Linked DNA regions of Mus musculus: all the other regions are linked to region 3. The links are chromatin contacts, called in public HiChIP or PLAC-seq, Micro-C and promoter capture Hi-C maps. All regions are on one chromosome and are shown on one strand. Each heading gives the region's core, a stretch centred on a gene start, on an enhancer-like site or on the middle of the called end of the contact. The rest is flanking DNA. Distances are from core to core; before and after follow the strand shown. Region 1 holds the start of Vipr1 (vasoactive intestinal peptide receptor 1). Region 2 holds the start of E530011L22Rik (RIKEN cDNA E530011L22 gene). Region 3 holds the start of Ulk4 (unc-51-like kinase 4). Region 4 holds the start of Nktr (natural killer tumor recognition sequence). Region 5 has its middle 30 kb from the start of Sec22c.

Region 1 (2,700 bases), core at 86-2,585, 370 kb before region 3:
CTGTGACACTGAGGGCCAGAGTCTGATGAAGCTTGGAGTGTGGGGAGGGGCTGTAAACAGGAGGAAGGGGGCAACACTGTCCAATTCTCAGAGAGCAGCACCTTCTCCGGAAGGGGTTGGGGGGGTGGTGAGATTTTCCAGAGCAGGGTGTGCCAGACACCAGCTAGGAGGAAACAGATTCATGTCCTGATCCCTGCCCTGGGAAAGGTTGTGATTAGGGAGGGACCACGGGATAGACTGCACTAAGGTGACCGACCAAGATTCCCCACTTCCTCCAGGCAGCCCACTTGTTCCAGACCAGAATCCACTAAGGAAAAGACAATCTTGAAGCAACAGCTCCACAGACCTAGAGCAAGGGAAGGGAAGATCACCTCTGTCCAAGTGTGGCTGGCAGGGACAGGTGTGGCTCCTGTGGCCTCATTTTGCCCTTCTGTAAAATGGGTTTAGGGGGTCTCTGAGTCTTGAGGTCTTTCTTAGTCTCAGAGGAGGTGACCAGGTGTCTGCCCCATGACCCTGGTGAGTCTGTCACAGCCACAGGAGCACACCCACACACATGTCTGTGTGGGAGGAAGCCGAGGTCTAAGGTAGAGCAAGCCCCCCTGCTTTTCCCAATACATGCTTTTACCTGCCCACCATCAGCCTATAGTTAGAGGATAAAGAGCACAGAATGAAATTCTCACCAGATCCCAAGGACCCCTCCCCAGGGTACAGGCACTAAGGTCTGATGCTGTGCTGTCTTCATCGCACAAGTTCTCAAAATACCCAGAGAGGCTTCCAGACACAGCCTCCTTCCCACCCGACAGTCTACAGGATCTCCCATCTCACTCGATCGTGCCACCCACAGTTCTCCTCCCCACGTACCCCCACAGGCACTCATCGCAAGGCAAGTCTGGGGCTCCCTCTCGCCCCCAACCTCTTCATCGCTGATTGGGATCACTTCGCGGTGAGCGCTCTAAGATGAGCTAAGAGGGACCCGCCGCTACCGAGCTCCCACGCCTCTGGGCTACAGAAGAGAGAAGACGAGAACCGCGCTCCTGCTGCCCCCCGATGGCCAGATGGTCCCGGATACGCTGCCCCCGCAGTTCCCCCATCCGTGGGATCTGGGTGGAGGGGCACACACTCACCGCGGGTCCGAGGGCGCAGGCGAGGGCTCCTGCCAGCACGCAGAGCCAGCGGGCAGGCGGTAGGCTCGGAGGGCGCATGGTCCGCCCTGAGCCCGCGGCAGGCAGCCGAGAGCGCCTACGGGGTCTGTGGCTAACGCAGCGCGGGAGAGTGGCGCGGGCCAGCGGCCCGGGCGCTATGAGGCACAGCTCCAGGCTAGGGGAGGGCGGCGGGGGCTCGTCTGACGGGCGGCGGGGTTAGCCAATGGCACGGCGGAGGCGGTACCTCGGCGCAGGTAGGGGGCGGAGCCGGGGCCCCCGGGGGCGTGAGCACAGAGTCCCGCTAGAGGTGCGCGTCGTCGGGAGCTGCTAGCTAGCGAGCATCCTCTCGGCTCTCCGATGCGGGGACGCTGGGCTCAACACCGCCCAGTGTTCCCCGCGCCCGCACCTTTCTCTCTCAACCCCGGCTGCGCCCTCGGCCCCTGGCAGTGAGCTCCTCCAGTCTTCGGCTCCAGGGAGTTTAGCTGCCGGCTCCCCGGTTTCCACGTCGGCTTGCAGCCCAAATTCTTGGACTAGAAGGGCCACAGCTTTCCAGGGCTGAAGGCTGGCCTCCGATGGGGTCCAGCGGATCACGCTGTTGGAACCATCTGCGACAAGGGAGAAGCCGAGGGGGCGCAGCCGGGGTCGGGGAGTCCCAACTGGGGGTTCCTCTTGGCCGCCCAGGGCAGGGTGCACTCAGAGCTGGACACGACTTGGCCGGCGCAGCTCGTGAGGGACGAGAAGTCAATGTTCCAGCGCCCCCGCGCGGGGACCAAAGCCTGTACCCTTTCTTGGGCCCAGGCTGCCCACAGACCGGTCTTCCCGGAGTCCCCAGGGACTAGGATCAGGGTGCCAGTGTCCCGCGCTGTGTCTCCAAGATCGGGCGGGCCGGTAGCGGGTGATCTGAGGCTGCTCTCCCTCCGAAGCTTGTCTTTAGGGCTCGGATTATTCGGTGCTAGCGTGGGGCGCGGGGTTACCGACTCAGAGCCCTTCGCGCTACGTCTTAGGGAACCCGTGCAGATGACTTTCCAAGAGCTCGAGTGATCATGGTGAGAAGGTGATGTGGGGGGCTGATGGCGCGGTGGGATAGAAGGTGGGAGGAGGGGCGGAGTTGCAGAGGGCCGCGTGTCCCTGCGCGAAGTAGGGTGTGCGATCCATTTGAAGGAAGTCGCTCTCCGGGCGCTTTCTGGCCAGCAGGAGCGCGGGAATTTCCCGAGGATTCTCCAGCCTTCCCAACCTGCAACGTGGGAAACTAACGCTGTGGGCGTGGCCTTGAGGTCGGTTACAGAAAAGTCTGGAAGCAAACCCCTGGCCTTCCTCCTTCCTCTCCTTCCTAGTCTACCGCACTTCCCTTGTTCTCTCTCCCCCTGAGCCTGAGCCTGAGCCTGAGCCAGGCCTCTACTACGCACCAGGGCATAGGAGGTAAGAGGCACTCCCTGCAATTTCTGCTTCCGGATAGAGAATGGGCTAGTTGTCACAGGCCTTTCTCCAGTTATGGGGTGTCAGAAGAGGGAGCTGTTTAGTAGTTGCCATTCAGTGCTTCAGGGCTAGGATTTCGGGA
Region 2 (2,700 bases), core at 138-2,637, 480 kb before region 3:
ATGGAGCTGTGGCCATCCTGCCACTCCAGCACCCTTCCCTTCTGCCTGGTACACTTCAGACAGGCAGTTGGAGAGTCCTGGAAGTGAGGTGGGTGGAAGCATGAGGTGTGAGAACCACCTAAGCATCCAGACACAGTCACCACACCCTCTGGTCCTGCCTCCTTCCCAGTCATTGCACCTGCAGGTCCTGGTGTCTGTACTACTGGGGGGTGGACGGTGGCAGGGAAAGGCCCCCCCATGGCACCACTTATTCCAGGCTTGGGGTCCCCGTTTTTCCCTTTACAAAGCTTCCCCAGGGACCTCCTGCTTGGGCAGGGCCACTTGAGCCTGGCAGAAACCCAGGCATCCCTAAAGTCACATTGCAGCCTCCCCAGCCATGGACCAGAGATGCTGCCAGCCAGTGGCAGGGCCCCTTCCGGATCAGTGCCCACCAGCTGTGTAGCCTCTGGCCAGATGCTTCCGGCTCCTTGAAGCTGAGGAGGCTTCTCAACACCTGGGTACACCAGCTGCATCGCAGCCCTCCCCCAGAGGGACACCTGCAGAGGCCACCAAGCTTTTGCCTCCCAAAGGCCATCTGGTGAAACCCCGGCGGCAGGGGTACAGGCTCATGACTTCTGGATGCTTTCTTTGGAGAGGCCTGGGAAACAGGCTCAGAGACGGCAGGGGACCGGCCCAAGGTCACACAGGAGTTTCCACTCCAGCTGTGGGCGCCCCCCGCCTATGGAGCGATCCATCCTAGTCTCCGGCAGAGCGGCTGCAGCGCCCACGTGGCCCAAGGCCCGGGCGGGAATCCGACTCCCCCTTTTCCCCCCATTACCAGCCCCGGGGCGGCGCCGTCCGGACGCAGAGAAGCTCCCCCCTCCGCCCGTGCGCAGCAAGACCTCGGCCTTTCGCGTTTGCACCCCCCACCCCAGGAATTTCACCCCTGAGCCGCGCCGCCGCGCCGCACTCTGGGCCCTGCACACCGGACAGATAGGGTCGAGGACCCCGGGGGAGGGGCCAGGTCTTCCAGACCCTGCACCGGGTCCCAAGGGGCCGTGCGCTCTGAAAGGAGGCGCTCGCAGGTGGGCGGATAAGCGGGGGGACAGGCAGGGCCCTGCGTACCATGGTGCCGCGGCGCTGGGAGCTCACAGGGCCCCGCAGGATCGCGCTGCCCCCGAGGGCCGGGCCCGGGCCGCTCCATGAAGCGCCGCGCTGGGGGCCGCCCCTGCGCAGGGCCCCGCGACCATGGCCCCGGGGGCGCGGCCGGCCGGGCGGGCGGAGGCGCAGGGCCGCGGCAAGTCCCGGCCGAGCAGCTGCGGCCCGGGAGCCTCGGGCGCGGCGGGCGGGGGGCGCGGGGCGCCGATTGGAGCCCGCGCGTCAGCTGGGGCCGCCGTCTGGACGCTTAAAGGGCCAGGCCGCCCTGCGTGCTGGCTGGGGGCGCGGACGCGCGCCGTCTCGATGCAGCTGCCCTCGGGAGAGCCTCGGGGTCCCCGGACCGACCCGGCTGGTGACGTGGGAGCGTTTGGACCGCTCGATCCCACCCTCCCGCGCGAAGTCCCTCTCTGCCCTTCTTTGCTGGGAAGTTCGTCCGGGAGTCTAACCCGGGTGTCCTCCCGCTGCTCTGCATGGGCGGGGCCAGGGTAGGCGTGAGGTCGCTGAGCAGAGCGCGCCGCCCCCCGACCCACCTGCTCCCCTGAGCCAGGCGACTCTGATGGACCCGTACCCCAGCCGCGCTCATCTCCCGCCCCCTGTGACTCCGGCTGCTCCGACTTGGGGGTGAGTCTGGGGTCTGTAGCTGCTCCGGCCTCCCACGCGTTTTGCTCTGAGTCTCCCGAACCTACCTGGGGGCCTCTGGCTGCAGAACCTCCGAGCAACCGCCGCAACGACGGAAGCCTTTCAGATGACCTACCTGGAACAGCCGGGTGGGGGCCAGAGGCCCAGGCCCGGCCGAGGGGCCCTCCGCGCAGCCTCGGCGCTGGGAAGATGCAGCTCGGCTTGCGGAACGCTGCTCTGGCACCGGCTCCGTGGGGGCAGGGGGCTGGCTGTGCTGGCAGGAGGCTGCGAAGGAACGCTGCCAGGCCGAGCGACAGCAGGGCGGGACTACGGACTACCACCGTGGTCTCTCCTTCGGACGCCCCGCACCCCTACCCACTGTTCAGCCTAGTCACTCTCCCAACACTGCTCCAGCCGGGCCATTCCACTCCAGCCATAGCAGTCTCCTTGGGTGTGCGCCTTCCTCATGGTGTGCTGTAGCTCTTTCTCTGGAGCCAAGCAGGTGTCATCAAATAGTCGAAGGTCTGTCCCCTCAGAATGCAAGGATCTCTCACTGGACATGGGCTGACTACCCCTGAGCAAGGAAGCTGAGTAGGTGAAGAAAGGTAGGGACAGTGAGGAGAGCCCCTTCCTTCACATGCGCAGGGCATGCCCCTACCTGGGTTCCCGAATCTGAGGCTCTAGGCTGAAGCTGTGAACCTGTCAATTACCGATGATGTCTCCTACACTTCCCAAAACCCAAGTTTCTCGTCTGACCCAGTTGATTGCTGCACTGACCTGGGAGGTGGGAAGGGCAGGGCTGTCTACCTACTGGGTGGACAAGGAGAGTCCCGCAGAGAGAGAAAACATGTAGACGCTGTGCTGGGAGGTTGGAAGAAGCTGGTACTGGCCTTGGCTAAGGTAAAGGAGTGACACCCCTACCCCACCCCCTGCTGTCTCATTTGG
Region 3 (2,700 bases), core at 148-2,647:
GGAAGCCATCTTCCACACTGGGTGAAGACTTTTCCAGTGCTTTGGGTTTGCAGTGCTTCTGTCTGTAAGCCCTCATCCGGGCTCTGTATGTAAGCCTAACAAATTCATTGGTTCCCTCGCATGAGCTGTGGTGGAATTATACCTTGGTTTATCCTTAGAAACTTGGGGTCCGCCGGGCAGTGGTGGCGCACGCCTTTAATCCCAGCACTTGGGAGGCAGAGGCAGGCGGATTTCTGAGTTCGAGGCCAGGCTGGTCTACAAAGTGAGTTCCAGGACAGCCATGGCTACACAGAGAAACGCTGTCTCGAAAAAACAAAACAAAACAAGAAACGTAGGGTCCTATCTCCCCACCGCCACACCCCACCTAGAAAAGGAACTTTAGCCCCATCTCTAGCCCGATTCTGGTCAACTGAGTTGGGCTTTCTTCCTTCCATAGATACTGTCAGCCTGCTCTCACATCAGAATGGAAGTTGGAGGACTCCAGTTGGAGGCCAACCTGGGCTACAGCGTGAAACCCTGTTTAAGAAGGAAACACAGCAAAACAGCTAAAGCTGTGACGCTCTGGGACCAGGCAGACGTGAAAGACTTTAAGTCCCACCCACCAAGATGTGCGGCGCAGGCAGCTTGAAGGCTGGGACCACGCGATTATGCTGCCTTCCCGGTGGGATCTGATCACCACTGCACGCTCTGACTAGAGAGGCCGATCCGTCCTAACCTCGGTCCGCTGAGCCTGCAGTGACCAACGGGCTCCAGACCGAGAAGTTTCCTGAGGAGGCTCAGAGGCATCGGCGCGCAGATGGGGAGGGGACTGGCTCTAGCCACGCCAATCTCCGGCCACTTCCGGTCCATGCCTCCTAATCTCAGCCAATCAGCGCCCTGCATCGCCGGCGTCCTATTGCTGTCATGGAGACGAGGGGGCGTGTAAACGCCAAGCAGGGCCTGCAGTGGGGCTGTGTGAGTCTCGCCATCTCTCCCACCTCTTTCTAGAAAGGATGCACTGGCTTTAGAGTGCCCAAGGCCACTTAGGTGTACTCAAAGATTCTCATTTCCGGCCCCAGCCCACAGCGCCGGAAGCGCTCAACCAGGCAGCATCCGGGTCTTTTCCGGCCGTCCTTGTGTTGCCATGGAGATGGGATGGCGGCTTTCAAATACCGAGGGATGCTCGCCGGGCAAACCTGAGAACTGCCCACGATTCCGGTCTCTTTCCAGTTTCCAGTGTCCCCTTAGGCCAGCGAGATCATGTTCGAAGTGGCGTGGGGTCCTTAGTGTCGCTGGATGGGCGCGCAAACTCGCTCACTTCCGGGTTCTTCTGGGTAGCGATCAGCCAATCAAAGTCCCGCTCTTTTTCCCCCCCGCGTCTCGCAGGTTGTCATGGTGACGCAGAGGGCTCACCCACGCGTCCAGGGGAGTTGGCCAGGTCTTCGGGTGCCTCGGTTTCCTCTGTCCAAGCTGTGGCCTCGCCGTGGCAAGGCAGAGCGCGTGCAACTCGGGTCCCCCACCATCGTGCAGGTGGGTGGGCAGCTGCGGCTCCATTCCTGGTTACATCTCTGACCCGCTTCATCCTCCTCAGAGGCGCGACCACTTCCCCCAGGACAGCAACTTATCTAAAGTCTTATTTAAAAAAAAAAAAAAAAAAGTTTATTTACGTGCGTGTGCACATGTTGAGTGTTTGCGGAAGCCAGAAGATGGTGTTGGATTTCCTCGAGCTGGAGTTACAGGTAGTTGTGAGCCACCCGGAGTGGGTGCTGGGAACAGAACTCAGATCCTCTGCAAGAGCAGTATGTATTCTTAATGGCTGAGCCATCTCTCTGTCCACTGATAGTTTTGACAAGGTTTCTTGCACATGTGAGAGAGTGTGCGCGCATGCATGTGAGTGTACTGGTGGATGCTCCTGTGTGTGCAGGCAGAGAAGGGTGTTGAGTGTCTTCCTCTGGCCTGTCTGCCTTTTGCCTAGAGACAAGGTCTTTTTCCCCTGCCCGAGGCTGGTTGTTGAGACTAGACTAGCCTGCCAGTGAGCTCCTGGGGTTCTCCCGTGTAGGCCCTTCAAAGCTGGGATTACTGGGTTTCTATGTGTGTGTTGAGTATTTGAACTCAAGTCCTCAGGCTTGCAGAGTAAACACTTAACCAGGTGAACCGTCTTCTCAGCCCCATGTTCTTTTGTAACAATGACATCTTAAGCTATCATACAGTTTCAGGGCTTCACTACGACATTTTCCTATATGTCTGTCTTTGTGTTTTCCTTATGTCTGCCCCTCACTATCTTCCTCTGCTCTTCTTACCCCCTCCTGCTTGTCCTCTTTCTCATCCTCTCATAGTTGTCTTGTGGCTTCACAGGACCTACTTTTATGTCTTGATTTTGCATGAGAGGAAACATGGTGTTGTGTCGTTACTGCCTCCCGTGACCCTTTGTTCCTGCCTCTCCTCCCTTTAGGCTCATTTTTCTTCCCTGTAGTCCTCTGTTTACTCCCGTTCCTCATATATGATATATGTTTAAATCTAGGTTATATACTATTTTGTATATTCCCACTCAATTTTGCCAGAGAGAGATAATGTAGTGTTTGTCTGCCTGGCTCTGGCTTACCTCATAGCATCACCGCAATGACTTTGACTCAATTCATCTTCCTGAAAATGATGTAATTCCACTCTTCCTGACAGCTGAGTGGCGCTCTGAGAGATGCCAAGTATCCCTGTGTATGCTGC
Region 4 (2,700 bases), core at 150-2,649, 440 kb before region 3:
CATTAGTTTTGCAAAAAAAAAAAAAAAATCCGTGAAAAATCTCCAGAGTAAGTTTGGTAAATGCTAAATAAACTGCAGCTACAGTCAGGGTCGAAATGTTAGATGAGAAAAACAGAACGTTTAAGATCGCTCCAATCCTTTGTTCAGAACCGTCACCGTCTTCCTTTTATCCTAGAGCCTGAGTTTTCCTTATTCTGTTCCCTCTACTCCAGCCAGACCGGGACCTTCGCTTTCCCTCAAGAAACACAAGCGCTGTCTCAGAACCCAAGCTAACCGTTGGCTGCCACTACCAAGCACAGTTCTCAAAGGCGTCCCTCCACAGGTTCGGCTTCGCACCTACTCAAATGTCATCTTCTCAAGATGGCCTTTCTCGCTCACCGCCTGACTAAAACAGCACTACTGGAGGGAATGCGGTTTTTACCCCTTCACTTCCTGCCTCTTTCCCCCAGGACGTCAACATAAAAGAAGCAGCAGCCCTGCTTTAGTCACTGCTGCCCTTCCAGAGCCCAGGACAAGCAGCTCTCCTGCGAGTCCACTGCGACCTAAGACGTGGCGCACACCACACACCTCCAGTTAAGATCCCTGTCGGTTGAGAACCGCGCATCCGTACACATGTTCCTGCTCGATACACACGCGACCTTTACATGTGTGCGCACCGATGTGTGCAGCAGCCACCTCTCTGCACACAGAGACGTCGACGCCTCGGGATTAATGAATGGCTGCACACTGGACTTCCAAAAAAAAAAAAAAAAAAACCAAACATCGCGGCCGCAGCCTAGGAGCAATCCCGGGGCTACAGAACCCGCACAAGCCCTTCAGTCTCTCCTCTCCAGCCACGTCTCCCGGAGCCAGTACATTCTCGGGAAGGCTCCCGAGGGACAGCGGAGGGCAGCTGGCCGGCTCGTGACCGCGGCGGCTCCGCAGCTCTGGCCGGCCGAGCCCGCCCCGCCCCGCCCCCGCCCGGCTCCGGCTCCGGCTCCGCCGCGTCCACTTCCACCCCGACCCGGGCCCACAGAGGGGCCCGCCCCGCTCACCCGGTTCCCGGTTGATCTCGATGTCGAAGTGACACTGCGGCCGGTCCTGGGCGCCCATCGCGAGCGCAGCAGCGGGACGGCGGCGAGCTGCGGACAGGGAGGAGGGCGCTGAGGGCAGGCGGGCGGCCGGGCGGGGCGGGGCCCGGCCCGCCTGACAGGGACGCGGCCGACGAGAGGCCGCCCCACCCTGCCCACCCGCCCGCCCGCCCACCCCAGCCGCGGCTACCCGCGCTCCCGTCGAGCTTCTCACCTGGCCGCACAGCTCCGGAGAACGCCCTGCCGGCGCCGCCGGAGCCTAACGTCACCAACGGAACGCCACCTCTTCCCCGTGAGGGCCAGCCGGCGAGCGCCACGCCAGAGCTCGCGAGGCCGGACGCAAGCGTCGCGAGAGTTCGTCTCGCCGCCGAGCGGGGTGTGGGGTCGGAGTAGGCGGTCCGCGCCAGGGCTCTCGTGCCCCGCCCCTCAGGATCCCCTGTCCAATCCCGAGTGCGCAGACGTGTGCGAGCTGTCAACCACGGCTCACTCATGCAGCACCGCGAGATTTCTGATTGCGTGGCCAGTGGATGAACGCAGGGTGAATCCCAGGCTTCCGGCCGACGTGGCGGGTGACCTGTTCTCTCTCGTGGTTGATGCGGTCACGCTGTTTGTCTCGCGTTAAAAGAATCGAGGACCAGATGGAGCCAGATGTGCCTCCCTTGCCCGCCAGGGTGAGACGAGGCTGGCCGCCGGCTCGAGGCCAGCCTGGGTCACTTGAGGCTTTCTCAGAAATACAACGAAAGGAAACAAAAATCAAGGCAACAACAAAACCCCGAAGCAAAACACAAACCGTAGCGTTTACACCTGCGCACCAGCGCTTGGTGGGTAAAGGCAGGAGATTCAGAAGTTCAAGGTCAGCCTGAGATACCTGAGACCTGTGAAGAAACCAAACCAGTTGACAGGAGCGATGGTCTAGCAGTTAAGATGGTCTAGAGGCCGCTTTTGCATTGGACCTGGTTCAAAGCCCAGCTCAATAACCGCATGGTGGCTTACAACCATCTCGTTTCAGGGTTTCCATCGCGCTCCCCTGACCTCCGTGGACACCAAGCATGCACATGGTGCCCAGACATACATGCAGGCAAAACAGAAAGTAAAACCTTACAAAAGGAAAGTCTGTGAGCAATAATACACAGCCTTTAATCCCAGCGGCTCGAGAGGCAGAGGTAGGTGGCTCTCAGTCTGAGGTCAGTCAGTTCTACATATTGTCTTCCTGGCCAGTCAGGGCTAGGTAGATCCTGTCTCAAAACAAAAGGTACACAATAAGAATGTGCTGTTGGGGCTGGCGAGATGGCTCAGTGGTTAAGAGCGCCGACTGCTCTTCTGAAGGTCCCGAGTTCAAATCCCAGCAACCACATGGTGGCTCACAACCATCCATAATGAAATCTGATGCCCTCTTCTGGAGTGTCTGAAGACAGCTACAGTGTACTTACATATAATAAATAAATCTTTTTTAAAAAATGTGCTGTTGTAGAAAATTTTAATCACAATCAGTGTTGAGGTTGGGTCTGTTACATAAAGCAAAATTCCATATCCAAAAACCTAAACCTACGAGTGACTTACCGTCTTTCCAAGCTTTTGTACCTTGTTCCTTAATTTAAAACTGTTGGTTAAATAAAATTGGCTACAGCCA
Region 5 (2,700 bases), core at 118-2,617, 400 kb before region 3:
GAAAAGATGGTGCAGAACTGCCGGGAAGGAAAGAGGGAACTCCGACACAGGCCACCCTGTCTCATGACCTGGAACATCTTGAGGGGGGAACTGAAAACCAATAAAGAGGAGTATTGCCCCCTCCCCACCCCATCCCCCGCTCCCCATCAAAACAAGAGCCCCTCCTCCAGCCCAGCAGCCTCCAGGGACAAAGGAAGCTACAGATTGAATAGAAGAGGATTTGAGTGAAGGTAAGTTTGGTGCACCACAGAAAGCCTAGCTCTTGGGAAGCTGGGCATGATGATTCAAGGTCAAGGCTAACCTTGGCTGCCTAGTCAGATCCCCTTTCCAAAAAGTTCATATTAAGATTTTGTAAATGGTGGGAGGAGGCAGCTCAGTTGGTAGACATGTTTGCCTAGCATGCCTGAAGCCCTGAGTTTGATTCCCACCACAGCATACACAGGGCGTGGTGGTGCACACCTGTTATATTAGTTAGCACCCTGGAGATAGAAGCAGGAGGTTCAAGGTCGACCTCATACGTAGTGAGTTCAAGGCCAGCCTGGGTTACATAAGATCTTTCTGATCCCCACCCCCCGTCCCCTTAAAAAGAGAGAAAAGGAGGAAAAGCCTGGCTCCATGAACATCATCTGGCCCATCAGCCCCCAGAGGAGCCCCAGAGGAGCCCCAGAGGCCTGGAGCCTCCAGACAGCCACAGCGCATGAGCAAACTGGGTCTTGTAGGTTCATGCAGGAGCTACCTGGTGCATGGTGGGGTCCACTCTAGAAGCTGTGGTAAAACAGCTCACACCTGGTTATAGAAAGAGGCAAGGCCGAGACTGAGGGGAACTGGAGTTCCCCAGAGGAGGTGGCTCAGCCAGAGCCTGTCAAAAGAACAGGCTGTGATTAATGGCCACAATTTGGGGGGGGGGTTGCTTTTTTTTTTTTTTTTTTTTGAGACAGGGTTTCTCTGTGTAGCCCTGGCTGTCCTGGAACTCACTCTGTATGTAGACCAGGCTGGCCTCGAACTCAGAAATCCGCCTGCCTCTGCCTCCCAGGGGCTGGGATTAAAGGCGTGCGCCACCACTGCCCTGCTTACGGCCACAATCTTGTATACAAAGGCTGGTGAATGCCCTCAAAGACCCCTTACTCAGTGCCAGGTTCTTTTCTGTTTAGACAGACACCTCAACGGGCTCTGCCTCGTGTCCACCTACCCACCTCTTCCTTCAGTTTCCACAGCAATGCCATGTGGAGAGCATCAGGCGCCAGGAGGGACCCGCCAGCCTCTTGTGCAGGCGGTGCTCGCTTGACCATGAACTGTCCTCCAGAGCCTTGTGCATTTGAGCACTTTGTCCCCAGCTGATGACACTGTTTGGAAGGTGTTTAAGAAGTAGGGCCTCTTGGGAGGAAGTGGGTCACAGGGGGTGACACTTGTGGGTTGAAACCTTGCACCACTTCCTGTCATCTCTTTGCTTCCTCGTGATTAACAACCAACTGCCTCCCGCTCCAGTCCTCATGCCTTCCCGGATGTGATAAACTCTATTTCTTATTTTAAAAATATATTTTTTAAAAGATTTATTTATTTTTATTTATATGAGTACACTGTTGCTGTCTTCAGACACACCAGAAGAGGACATTGGATCCCATTTCAGATGGTTGTGAGCCACCATGTGGTTGCTGGGGATTGAACTCAGGACCTCTGGAAGAGCAGTCAGTGCTCTTAACCTCTGAGCCATCTCTCCAGCCCCTTAAAAATATTTTTACGTGATTTAGTTATGTATATGTGTGTCTAAGTGAATCCCACGTGTGCGTAGATACCTGCGGAGACCAGAAAAGGGCATCAAATCTCCTTAGAACTGGACTTACAGGCAGCTGTGAGCAGCCTGTGTGAGTGCTGGGGACTGAACGCAGGACCTCTTCTGAGCAAGTGTTCTTAACTGCTGAGCTGTCTGTCTCTCCAGCCTCCTCTCCTCCCTTCTAAAACATCAAGCCAGGCTCTCTCCCTCGTTAAGTTACTTTGGTCATCTGTTTTACTGCAGCAACAGTGGAGTAATTAATCGAACCTTGGGCAACGGCAAAGACAGTCATGGCTGACACTTCTTTTCTGCCCCTCAGGCATGCTCTGCCAGCTCCTCAGAATCCCAGTCGCTCTATGGGTGGCCGGCTCCGTTAGTCTTTCTCCACTTCCAACCTTCGCTCCTGCTTCCTGGCCATAGACCTTCCTCACTTCCCTGTGGAGTATGTGTACTGTAAAGCCACCACACTGCGGCATCCTGCCTTTTCTCCAGACCCCTCTGTGGTCCTGTGTGCGGTCAGGTCTGGAAGGCTCCAGGAACGCCTCCCAGATTCTGCATCCTGGATTCTCCTAGAGAGAAGCTTTGGCGATGACTGGATGGCCCCAGGAAGGGGAAGACAGTTCTTGCTGCTGTATGGTGGCCACTGGCAGGCTCTGGCTGGTCACAGAGCTTTCTTGCTACTAGTTTAATAGATGAGCAACAGGGAAATTGGAAGGGATTTTCTGGGGTTGGGGGCGCCGTCCACAAGTCTAGAAGTGTTCCCTGACCTGCCCCCAACCATTGCCTCTCATTCTGCATAAAATGCCCAAAGCCTGTCCCCGCCCTGAGCCATGGCTGGCTCCGTGTCTTCAGCTCTAAGGCACATAAACCAAGCAACTCAAGTGAAGGCAGCCAAAGACCACACATGTCCCCAGAGAGCCACAAAAGGA

What was found. Promoter capture Hi-C pulls out the DNA fragments that hold promoters and counts their contacts. Hi-C and Micro-C count contacts between places; a contact is called where the count stands out from the background. HiChIP or PLAC-seq counts read pairs in DNA pulled down with a chosen protein or histone mark.
Region 1: an H3K4me3 HiChIP or PLAC-seq map of embryonic stem cells shows a contact between it and region 3, with 14 read pairs. The contact joins the promoter of Vipr1 here to the promoter of Ulk4 in region 3. A contact is called at or near these places in 4 of 39 promoter capture datasets (embryonic stem cells, hippocampal neurons, liver and 1 more), 3 of 484 Hi-C or Micro-C datasets (all in embryonic stem cells), 3 of 115 datasets of contacts at active chromatin or transcription factors (bone marrow-derived macrophages and embryonic stem cells) and 3 of 9 other capture datasets (adipose tissue, embryonic stem cells and liver).
Region 2: a contact with region 3 is called in a Micro-C map of embryonic stem cells, with 2.1 times the contacts expected there. The contact joins the promoter of E530011L22Rik here to the promoter of Ulk4 in region 3. A contact is called at or near these places in 1 of 39 promoter capture datasets (pre-B cells), 4 of 484 Hi-C or Micro-C datasets (the G1E-ER4 cell line, embryonic stem cells and muscle stem cells) and 1 of 9 other capture datasets (adipose tissue).
Region 4: a promoter capture Hi-C map of pre-B cells shows a contact between it and region 3. The contact joins the promoter of Nktr here to the promoter of Ulk4 in region 3. A contact is called at or near these places in 4 of 39 promoter capture datasets (embryonic stem cells, erythroid cells, neural stem cells and 1 more), 1 of 484 Hi-C or Micro-C datasets (CD8 T cells), 7 of 115 datasets of contacts at active chromatin or transcription factors (bone marrow-derived macrophages, embryonic stem cells, extraembryonic endoderm stem cells and 2 more) and 2 of 9 other capture datasets (adipose tissue and liver).
Region 5: an H3K4me3 HiChIP or PLAC-seq map of stem cell-derived neural progenitor cells shows a contact between it and region 3, with 15 read pairs. The contact joins the enhancer-like site here to the promoter of Ulk4 in region 3. A contact is called at or near these places in 5 of 484 Hi-C or Micro-C datasets (B cells, the C2C12 cell line, CD4 T cells and 1 more) and 7 of 115 datasets of contacts at active chromatin or transcription factors (embryonic stem cells, forebrain, large pre-B cells and 3 more).

The regions. Positions count from the first base shown.
Region 1 is chr9:121,641,351-121,644,050 of GRCm38.p6, reverse strand. Vipr1 (vasoactive intestinal peptide receptor 1) reads right to left here and starts at 1,335. Exons shown (of 13, transcript NM_011703.4): 1 at 1,125-1,335. The coding sequence starts at 1,202. It also overlaps a transcript of Lyzl4 not described here.
Region 2 is chr9:121,758,630-121,761,329 of GRCm38.p6, reverse strand. E530011L22Rik (RIKEN cDNA E530011L22 gene) reads left to right here and starts at 1,387. Exons shown (of 1, transcript NR_033503.1): 1 at 1,387-2,700. Zfp651 (zinc finger protein 651) reads right to left here and starts at 1,297. Exons shown (of 6, transcript NM_001166644.1): 1 at 1,105-1,297. The coding sequence starts at 1,107.
Region 3 is chr9:121,275,869-121,278,568 of GRCm38.p6, reverse strand. It overlaps Ulk4 (unc-51-like kinase 4), which reads left to right and starts at 1,397. Exons shown (of 37, transcript NM_177589.3): 1 at 1,397-1,509. Gm34655 (a long non-coding RNA gene) reads right to left here and starts at 822. Exons shown (of 2, transcript XR_003948091.1): 1 at 603-822.
Region 4 is chr9:121,717,880-121,720,579 of GRCm38.p6, reverse strand. It overlaps Nktr (natural killer tumor recognition sequence), which reads right to left and starts at 1,399. Exons shown (of 17, transcript NM_010918.2): 1 at 1,285-1,399; 2 at 1,035-1,121. The coding sequence starts at 1,092.
Region 5 is chr9:121,673,843-121,676,542 of GRCm38.p6, reverse strand. No RefSeq gene overlaps it. Among named protein-coding and RNA genes, the nearest start is that of Sec22c, 30 kb to the left of the region's middle. Within about 2 kb of position 1,367, at least 84 of the 459 cell types and tissues checked have an H3K27ac peak or open chromatin away from gene starts, as enhancers often do. A contact at or near this core is called in B cells, the G1E-ER4 cell line and pro-B cells, where this site is marked.